Linked DNA regions of Mus musculus: regions 1 and 2 are each linked to region 3. The links are chromatin contacts, called in public ChIA-PET maps. All regions are on one chromosome and are shown on one strand. The core of a region is the stretch at or near the end of the contact, and the rest is flanking DNA. Distances in the headings are between cores, read along the strand shown.

Region 1 (2,726 bases), core at 74-2,573, 340 kb before region 3:
ATCTGAGCACTGTGGGGTAAGAGCAAGGTCAGGGTCAGCCCTGGCTGTACATCAAATCCGAAGCCAGCCAGGGATACACCAGCCCTGTCTCAAAACAAAACAAATACAAAACAACAATGACCAAATAAAACAACTCAATTAAAAAATGCTTACATAGGTGCGCATAATTCCAGAGTGTGAGAGGCAGAGATGTCTATTTCTGTGAGTTCAAGACTAGCCTGATGTACACAGTGAGTTCCAGGCCAGACAGGGGTACATAGTGAGACACTATCTTTTTTTTTTTTTTTTTTTTTTTCGAGACAGGGTTTCTCTGTGTAGCTCTGGCTGTCCTAGAACTCACTTTGTAGACCAGGCTGGCCTCGAACTCAGAAATTCCCCTGCCTCTGCCTCCTGAGTGCTGGGATTAAAGGTGTGTGCCACCATGCCGGCTCAGTGAGACACTATCTTAAAAGACAAAAACAAACAAAGGAAAGAACCCAACAACAACAAAATTCTTGCGTAAGTTTCTGAGTTGAGTTTCATTTTTAAAAATCGTTAAAACTTGGCTTGTGGTTAGGACAGAATTTCCAACTGATACGGTTCTAAAACATACGTCAATTCAACAAAATCAAACACACTTTGGTTTTGATAAAATCAAAACATCAACTCTGAAAAATGCTGAAGATACTCTATGTCCAGTGGTATGGGATATTCAGTCAAGATTTAATGATCTGTGCGAAAATTTAAAAAGCACATCTTCTCATTCGTAAGCCAGTTTGCCTTTGCTTTTAAGTGGTAAAACTGCACTGTGCCATTGTGTTCTAAAGACTTGTTTTTTGTTTGCTGAGACAGGGTCTCTCTACATAGACCTGGTTGTCCAGGAACTCACTAAGTGGACCAGGCTGGTCTCCGGCACCGGGCAAAGAATTGTTTTAAGATAGACTTAAGGTTGATTATCAGTAAACGTTTGATTTGCATATGGAAAGGGTTTTCTAGTGGAAAAGGTTTAAGAAGCTCCAACTCACTGTGCGAGATCTGAAGGAGAAACCTTACTAGTTTTCAAACAACCAAGAAAAAAACAAAGGAAGGTTTCACCAAAAGCAGAGCTGAGGCAAGGCACAACCTCAAACCTCTCCACAAAATGACCTTCAGGGATAAAAGGGGCCAGGAAGCATCTCACAGCCGGCGGCTACTTGGGGAGATCAGGCGACAGAGCAAGCGTCCTGCAGGAAGGCGGGGCCTCTGAGGCTCGACCAATGAGCGCCCCGTCGCTATGCTGCTGGCCCCGCCCCCATGGTGCTGACCCCGCCCCCATCCCGGCAGCGTCCAAGACTCGGAGAGCACGGGGGTTCCTCGCACGTTCGCCACTGAGCGCTTCTCGTCTTGTGACTTTCTGGTCAGATTTTAGGATCCTTGAAATCAAGCCCCTGGGTCTGACCTAGAGGGCGGCACCTTCGCGGCCTCAGAGGATTGGCTCCTTCACCTTGGTCTCGGTGGAACGTTCCGGAATGTACCACAGGCCAGAGGAGCGACACCTGCACGCTGGCCCAGCATGGCGGACCCCGCAGAGGTGGGACGCTCCGGAGGCGCCCACAGGAGGCCGCAAGGCGGTGCTGTGGCCCCGCATCGTCGCCCGCCCCGTGGTTTGCGGTGGGCCGCTACGGAAGGTGCGAACGCGCCGTGAGGGTGTCCTGGCTCCCCGTGGTGGGCCGCGGTGGAACGTTCTGGAAGGTGCCATTGTGTGCCTGTGTGGAGTGTGTCCTTCCCCCCCCCCCCGTAACAGCTTCCGGTGCGTCACGTCCGGCTCTCTCCCCGCCCACCCGTGTGTGTGTCCCAAATCTAAACCCTTAGGAGGGCTGTGGGAGGGCTCGCGGCTCTCGCCCTTGACTCTGGACCGCTCTGCCTAAAGCTGCTCGGCCCCGAGGCGGGCGCGGGCTGCATCTTCCGTGGGCGTGGGCTGAGGCTCTGCATAAACTCCAGTGGCAGCCCCAGAACTGAACCCCATCGGGGGCCGGGGGCATCCCGTCCTGGAGTCAGCCCGGGTTGGCACCGGGCGCGCAGGTGGCGGGCTTCGCCGGGCTGGACGCACAGGTAGGGTGGGGACAGTGATGGGCACCGGGGCGGGGGGATCGCGGGCGGGCTGTGACTGCAGCAGGCGCCGGAAAGGAAGCGATACCCAATGACAGGTGCAGGCACCCTGTCATCTGTCGGCGTGTACTGATTTTGCCTCCCCAAACGTCTTATTTTGTGCCGTGGAATGGGCGACTCAGCCAGGTCCCAAGCCTCAACTTTATTTTAGCCTGCCAGCGGTTTTTCTCCAACCGGTACTTTTCAGGCATGAAACAGGCTCTTTGCAGCATTGATGTTTTGAACCCTTGAAATGCAAAATAAAACAAAAAGTAAAACTGCAGACTGGGGGTGGGGGTGGGGGGGCCCTTGTTCAGTGTTTGTCTAGTCGCCCGCTCATGGGATGAATGTACTCTATTAAAAAAAACTGGAAAATAATTTTTTGTGCTTTTTTTTCTTTTTCTTTTTTCTTTTAAGACAGGATCTTTACAGGGTAGCCCAGTCTGGCCTTAAACTTGTGACCCTCCTGCCTCATCCTCTCAGTACCGCAATTATGGGACTGTACTACAAGTATCCCTGGTTGCAGAGCACATTTGAAAGCACACCGAGAGAATTTTAAATAGCAAAAGAAGGCCCATTAAGTGAAGAGATAGGAAGGCTTTTATATTAAAGTGATTCAT
Region 2 (2,825 bases), core at 102-2,601, 320 kb before region 3:
ACAAAGTGATAAGATCGAAGATGTGAGCCACCACCACCTGGCTTGTATAACTCTGTTATGTATGCTACTGAAATCAGACTTAGTTTCCAAGTCACTGATAACTCTGGAGGCAAAGTAAGAGCTGGGATCACAAAGTGTTTCACTCCAATATCCCTCATTTTTTTCATACACTAGTTGTTATATTCTTTCACATCTTACCATTTCACAGTCATAACTAACAGTGGTTTCCTTTTCATTTTGTTTGTTTCTGACCCTAACTCAAGAAATTTAATCATATTGCTATTTTTTGTTTCACGATACAGAGCTGCTTTTGTAGCCTTGGCTGTCCTAGAACTAGCTCTGTAGACCAGGCTGGCCTCAAACTCACAAGAGGTCCGCCTGCTTCTGTCTCCCTAGTGCTGGCATTAAAGGTGTGCTCCACTGATGCATGGCATTGCTTTTTGTTTGTTTGTTTTTTTCCCCAATACCCACAGGATAACCTGACAAAAACAAGCAGCTGGAATTTTCCTTTCTGCTCTCTCTTCCATAAGCCCTGATAGGTTAATAGGTTTTTAGTGGAATCGTAAAAACCTTTAAGACCTTCAGGTGGTTTAAGTACACGTTTGAGAAGTGTCTAGACACTTCAGCATTTAGAATGAAAAGAAAACAAAAAGAATACAGAGATACAGGCCAGAAATAGAGGCTAGGTCTACGTACTAAACTCTATTTCAAAGCAAAACAATAACATAAAGACTCAACCACTATCGTAGGCCAAGCAGAAGAGGTTGTTTTAAGGAGGTTGGCTGAGGAAACTGGATTCGTTTCAATGTTTTCTTGTGCAGGGGACTTCCTCATCATAGGATGTTAACTAGCCTACCTGTGAATTCAGCTTCCTGGGTCCTGGGTAGGTCAGAAAGACAACTTGTTTTTCCATTGGATGGCACGACGCCACTTTGGAGGCGTCTATACGTCAGAGCAATTAGTCTGATGGGTAGAAACAAATGTCTGGCTGCGGAAGGTTGAGTGGCACAAGCAGCTTGTCACGAGTGCAAATGCTGCTCGGCCTGCAGACTACGCTACCGAGTGCCTGGAGGTAGCCCTGCCTGGCAGAGCGAAGGTGCAGCGGGAGGCACGGTTTCCGGTTTCCGCAGACGGCCGAGCGCATCGTCTCGAAACGTCATCTCTCGGAGACACCCCAGGACGTTACCAGACGCTACTTCGCTTTTATCCGCCCAGCCTCGCGTCGTTGGCAGGAGCCAACTCACGATGTAAGGACACTTCCGGTGCGCGCAAGGTACTGTGGGGCGGCCAAAAAAAGTCGAGCGCACACGCGGTTCGTCGTCGTCGTCGTACGTCATCATCACGCTTCCGCGGAGGAAGTGACGACAATCCTGGCGCGCGCCGGGCGCTGTTCCTTCCCAGACTCCAGGACCGGCTGCGGCGGCTGTAGCGGCGCAGGGGTGAGTAGCGGCGCGGGGGTTCGGAGCAGGGTTTACGGCGCCCCTGAAGAATCGCGGCTGGCGACACGCTGCTGCCGCGGAGCAGTCTCGCTCCACACGGAGCTGAGGGCGGTGGAGGCGGCAGGCCTGGCGGCCCCCGGAGCCGGCCCTTGCCTCAGGTTTGCGTGACTGAACCCTCAGAAGTGGGACCCCGCCCCGGAGTCCCGCGCTTGACAGTGCACCTTGATCTTACCTGTCACCCAGGCCTCCCCGCGTCCTGGAGCTTTCTCATACAACCTTTTGACACCTAAGGCAGAGTGTGTTGAGTGCGAGGCACTGAAATGACCTGGATGGTCTTTCATCCTAGAACAGTACCGTTACGTGGATGATGATGGTTGCGTTTTACGGAAAACACTGAGGTAAACTAAGTTACCCAAAACCTTACAGGAATGACAGAAACGACAGTGTATTCAGGCAGAATCCTTCCGACCTACCGGGACTTACTCTGAAACACTAACGATTAGACTTAAGTGTTCGGAAAAGACAGACCGACAGACCGACCGTAGCTTTCTGTGTCCCGAGGTTGCTTGAATTGTTTTTCTTTTTGCAGTGTTTTAACTCAAATGGGTGATGAAAAGGACTCTTGGAAAGTGAAAACGTTAGATGAAATTCTCCAGGAAAAGAAACGAAGGAAAGAACAAGAGGAGAAAGCAGAGATAAAACGCTTAAAAAATGTAAGCTATGTTTTTTAAGTAAGTGGTTTTCTTAAAGAAGATTTAATTTCTTTGCCCTCATTTTTCCATTAGAACAACGCTTCTTCGGTGAAGTTCTTTTGTACTTCCAAATGTCACAGGTGAGCCCAAAATCTATTCTAAAATTAACAAAAACATTCATATACTCAGTTGACGTTGAAGATAGATTAATAACACACTGAAGCTGTATCGAAATGAGAATATCTCGTTACAAAATAAAATATTCTGAACCTAGAATCATTACTGCCACCAGACTAATTTTTCTCATTTCATTATTAGTATATTCATAATACCATTTACCAAGCATTTTTAATAAAGTGGGAACTTTCCTTGCAATTAAAATGAGTGCTTTGTAATTACCTTGCTTTGGATGATGATATATTTAGAGTCCTTAGGTGACTGGATAAGAAACATTGATATAAGTGCTTCTTATTGTCAATATATGTATGATGTATTTCGTGTGTAAAAATCCAACTAAAGTCTTAGTTTTGGCTCAGAAAAACTAACGTTCATATAGTCTTATGACCCTTATCATGTACAATGTTTTAAATTTTCTGTTCTCAGGTTTCAGGTTACCAAAAAAAAAAAAAGTGATTTTAATTACATGAGTTTTGAACAAAATTAATATTTGAAGTTTCTATTCAAAAAATGTATA
Region 3 (2,735 bases), core at 162-2,661:
GACATTCTCTCTATAGTTCCTTCAGACTACTTCAATTTGTACGCACAAATTGACTTGCTAAAGATGCCTTTTTTTTTTTTTTTCCAAGACAGGGTTTCTCTGTGTAGCCCTGGCTGTCCTGGAACTCACCTTGTAGACTGAACTCAGAAATCCGCCTGCCTCTGCCTTCCCAGTGCTGGGATCAAAGGCATGCGCCACCACCGCCCGGGTCTAAAAATGCCTGTTGTGTAACAATATATAGGCTTTGCAATGTGGATTCTGGATTCAGTCCTGCAAAGGCTGAGCCTCCTGCTGCTAAGAATCCTTAATTCATCCTGCAGTGTCTCTCTTCCAGTGTGTTGTAACCCGGAATACTGACACCTACCACATCTGACTTGGCTTTCTGGAACCTGTACACAGAGTTCACAGGCAAATGAAGGGAAGGTGCTGGGTCAAGGACGCAGGGTGTGTGTGTGTGTGTGTGTGTGTGTGTGTGTGTGTGTGTGTGTGTGTGATGTTATCTCACCAACATAAGAACAAACTTTAGCATTCGATTCTAGGAATGCAACAGTGAGGCAGCAGTGTGTGCAGGGAGAGCTGGAGAAGTCTGGATCTCTATCAGCCTCCTCAGCCCAGATTCTCCAGCTGTCAGGGCCCAAACTAGTATTTAGAACATCCCTACTGGCAGCCTCCTGTCTCAGCACCAGCCAGATAGTCTGGCCAAAAGACCAAGCTGTACCGCCTCCCCTCCCCAGGGCCAGGAAGGAGGCGGAGGGAGAGGGGAAACCCGTCTTAGAGCAATGTCCTCGAGCATAAAGATGGTATTCAAGAACTGATTGGGAAACTTGGTGCGGAAACACAGGGACTCTTTTTATGAGGACGGCTGTTCCCGGGGCTGGGGGTCTGCCGCGGGCTTGGAGTGCGGGATACGCCTATGCCCATCATTGGCTCCGTACACGGGGATCTTCGTGGCTATAGGGGCAGCGAGGGAGAACTGAGTGAACCTCCAGCTCGGAATTTAACTGTGTTTAGAGCAGACAAGAGTGCATCCTGGGCCAGAAGGTGGCCGGTGGCCCTAATTCGTTGTGAACTCATGGGTCATCTTTTCTCTGGGGCTGGCCTCCCTGACTGGCCCTGATTTGGGGTCGGGAGCACTGCGGGATTTCTGCAGCCACTTACTGGTTCCTGGAGTGCCGGCCAGACAGTACGAAGTCTTGGGAGTGTCTAGCCCAGTTTCCCGACACAGGAGCCACAACCCCCTCCCCCGAGCTATTCTCTAGTGCGCACGCGTCAGCAACCCTTTGCGCAGTAGCCGGACACAACCATTAGCCAAAAACCCGAGACTGACCTGAGCCAGCTAGGAACTGACAGTGGAGCCTCCACCAAGCTGCCTAGCGGAGCGCTTCCACCCGCGGACAGCGCACCGGAAGCGGAAGCGGAAGCGGGCCTAGGCCGTCCCCGGAGCGGCCATCTTGGAGGCTGAGCGGCGGTAGCGGCGGCGAGGCTGCTTGCGGCGGGTGCGGTGGGCCGAGTCCCAGCGCGGGTGCGGCTCACGGCGCGGGCCCCACTCTTCCGCACCCTGCTCTGGCCTCGACCACGGCGAACCTGAACGCGGCCGCGGCCTCAGGGAGAGGTGAGCGCTCGCGGGCTGCGCGGGGCCTCGGGCCGCTCGTTCGCCCCGCCGGAGCCGGCTGCAGCGGCGGGCGGGGACGCGGGGACGCCACACGTCGGGTCCCGTTGGTTACGTCGCCGGCTGTGCCCGGACCCGAGGTCGGTTACTGAGGGCGCTCGGGGTTCCTGTCGGGGGCGGGTTAGGGGTTTTGTTTGCCGCGCGGCGGATTCTCTCACGGACGCTCGGAAGACTCCGAGGAGGAGCCAGGTTTGATCTTTAAAAAAACGTATCCCGTGAGTTTGTTGTGGGGTGGTAGCCGTTGAGTGGCCCCCTTTCATCGCGATCAGTTAGAACCCCAGGCTGCTTAATAGACCCCAACAGGGGCGAGCGTGTCCGCGGTTACGCCCTTGAGGGTAATGCAACAAAACCTTGGGCAGTAAGAGTGGGGCTTGGGCCCGTTTCGGGGGTCGGGGTGAGGACGGCCGATGCTTATTCTCCACCTCTGCTAACTGCGGACTCTCAGCCAGTGACCTCACTTCCTTCTTAGTGGACATCATCACTTAGCTGTGTGTTTAACCTCAGTCAAGCTCTCAACGTCATCAGATCCAGATAGACCAGGAAGAGAAAAGAGCAGAGTTCACTGTAAGCTAACAAGTGCATAAGAATGTACCTTTCTGCAAGTAGTGATACAGGGCTTTATTCATGGCCAGGTGTGTGTAATGGGGGGGGAAAAAGGATTTTAGGATTGTATTTCATTATAAAGTCCCGCGTATGATCTTCAGCCGGAGATAGGTCTAGGTTCCTAGAACTTGGAGTCAGTCCTCTGCAACATCATTGTCTTCCTGTACTCGGCGTCAGTTCAGTTCTCGGTGTGTGTGAGAAAGTGGTGCTAAGGCTGTTTATTGTGAGCTTCTGGCTTCCTTCAGCCCGTGGAGTAATCCTGGAGAAGGTAAAACTCCCTGAAAATCCTGGCCTTGGGTGTGTCATGTGCCCTTCTGACCATCTGTCAGGCCAAGGTCTTAATTCCCCACCGTCACCTAACCTGTGTGGAGTGTTGTGGGAGAGAGATGTCCAAAAGGAAAAAGAACTACCACCTTGGCACGGTGATGAGGGACTGACAAGAGACTCTTCTGCTGCCAGTGAG

The links. ChIA-PET counts read pairs in DNA pulled down with a chosen protein or histone mark.
Region 1: an RNA polymerase II ChIA-PET map of memory CD8 T cells shows a contact between it and region 3, with 29 read pairs. The contact joins the promoter of Slc35e2 here to the promoter of Ube2j2 in region 3. A contact is called at or near these places in 1 of 39 promoter capture datasets (erythroid cells) and 1 of 115 datasets of contacts at active chromatin or transcription factors (memory CD8 T cells).
Region 2: a contact with region 3 is called in an RNA polymerase II ChIA-PET map of memory CD8 T cells, with 43 read pairs. The contact joins the promoter of Cdk11b here to the promoter of Ube2j2 in region 3. A contact is called at or near these places in 1 of 484 Hi-C or Micro-C datasets (embryonic stem cells), 2 of 115 datasets of contacts at active chromatin or transcription factors (memory CD8 T cells and microglia) and 1 of 9 other capture datasets (adipose tissue).

The regions. Positions count from the first base shown.
Region 1 is chr4:155,600,093-155,602,818 of GRCm38.p6, forward strand. It overlaps Slc35e2 (solute carrier family 35, member E2), which reads left to right and starts at 1,324. Exons shown (of 9, transcript NM_177186.4): 1 at 1,324-1,646.
Region 2 is chr4:155,623,503-155,626,327 of GRCm38.p6, forward strand. Cdk11b (cyclin-dependent kinase 11B) reads left to right here and starts at 1,352. Exons shown (of 20, transcript NM_007661.4): 1 at 1,352-1,439; 2 at 2,029-2,152. The coding sequence starts at 2,042. Gm16023 (predicted gene 16023) reads right to left here and starts at 1,253. Exons shown (of 3, transcript NR_040441.1): 1 at 857-1,253.
Region 3 is chr4:155,942,402-155,945,136 of GRCm38.p6, forward strand. Ube2j2 (ubiquitin-conjugating enzyme E2J 2) reads left to right here and starts at 1,412. Exons shown (of 8, transcript NM_021402.6): 1 at 1,412-1,749.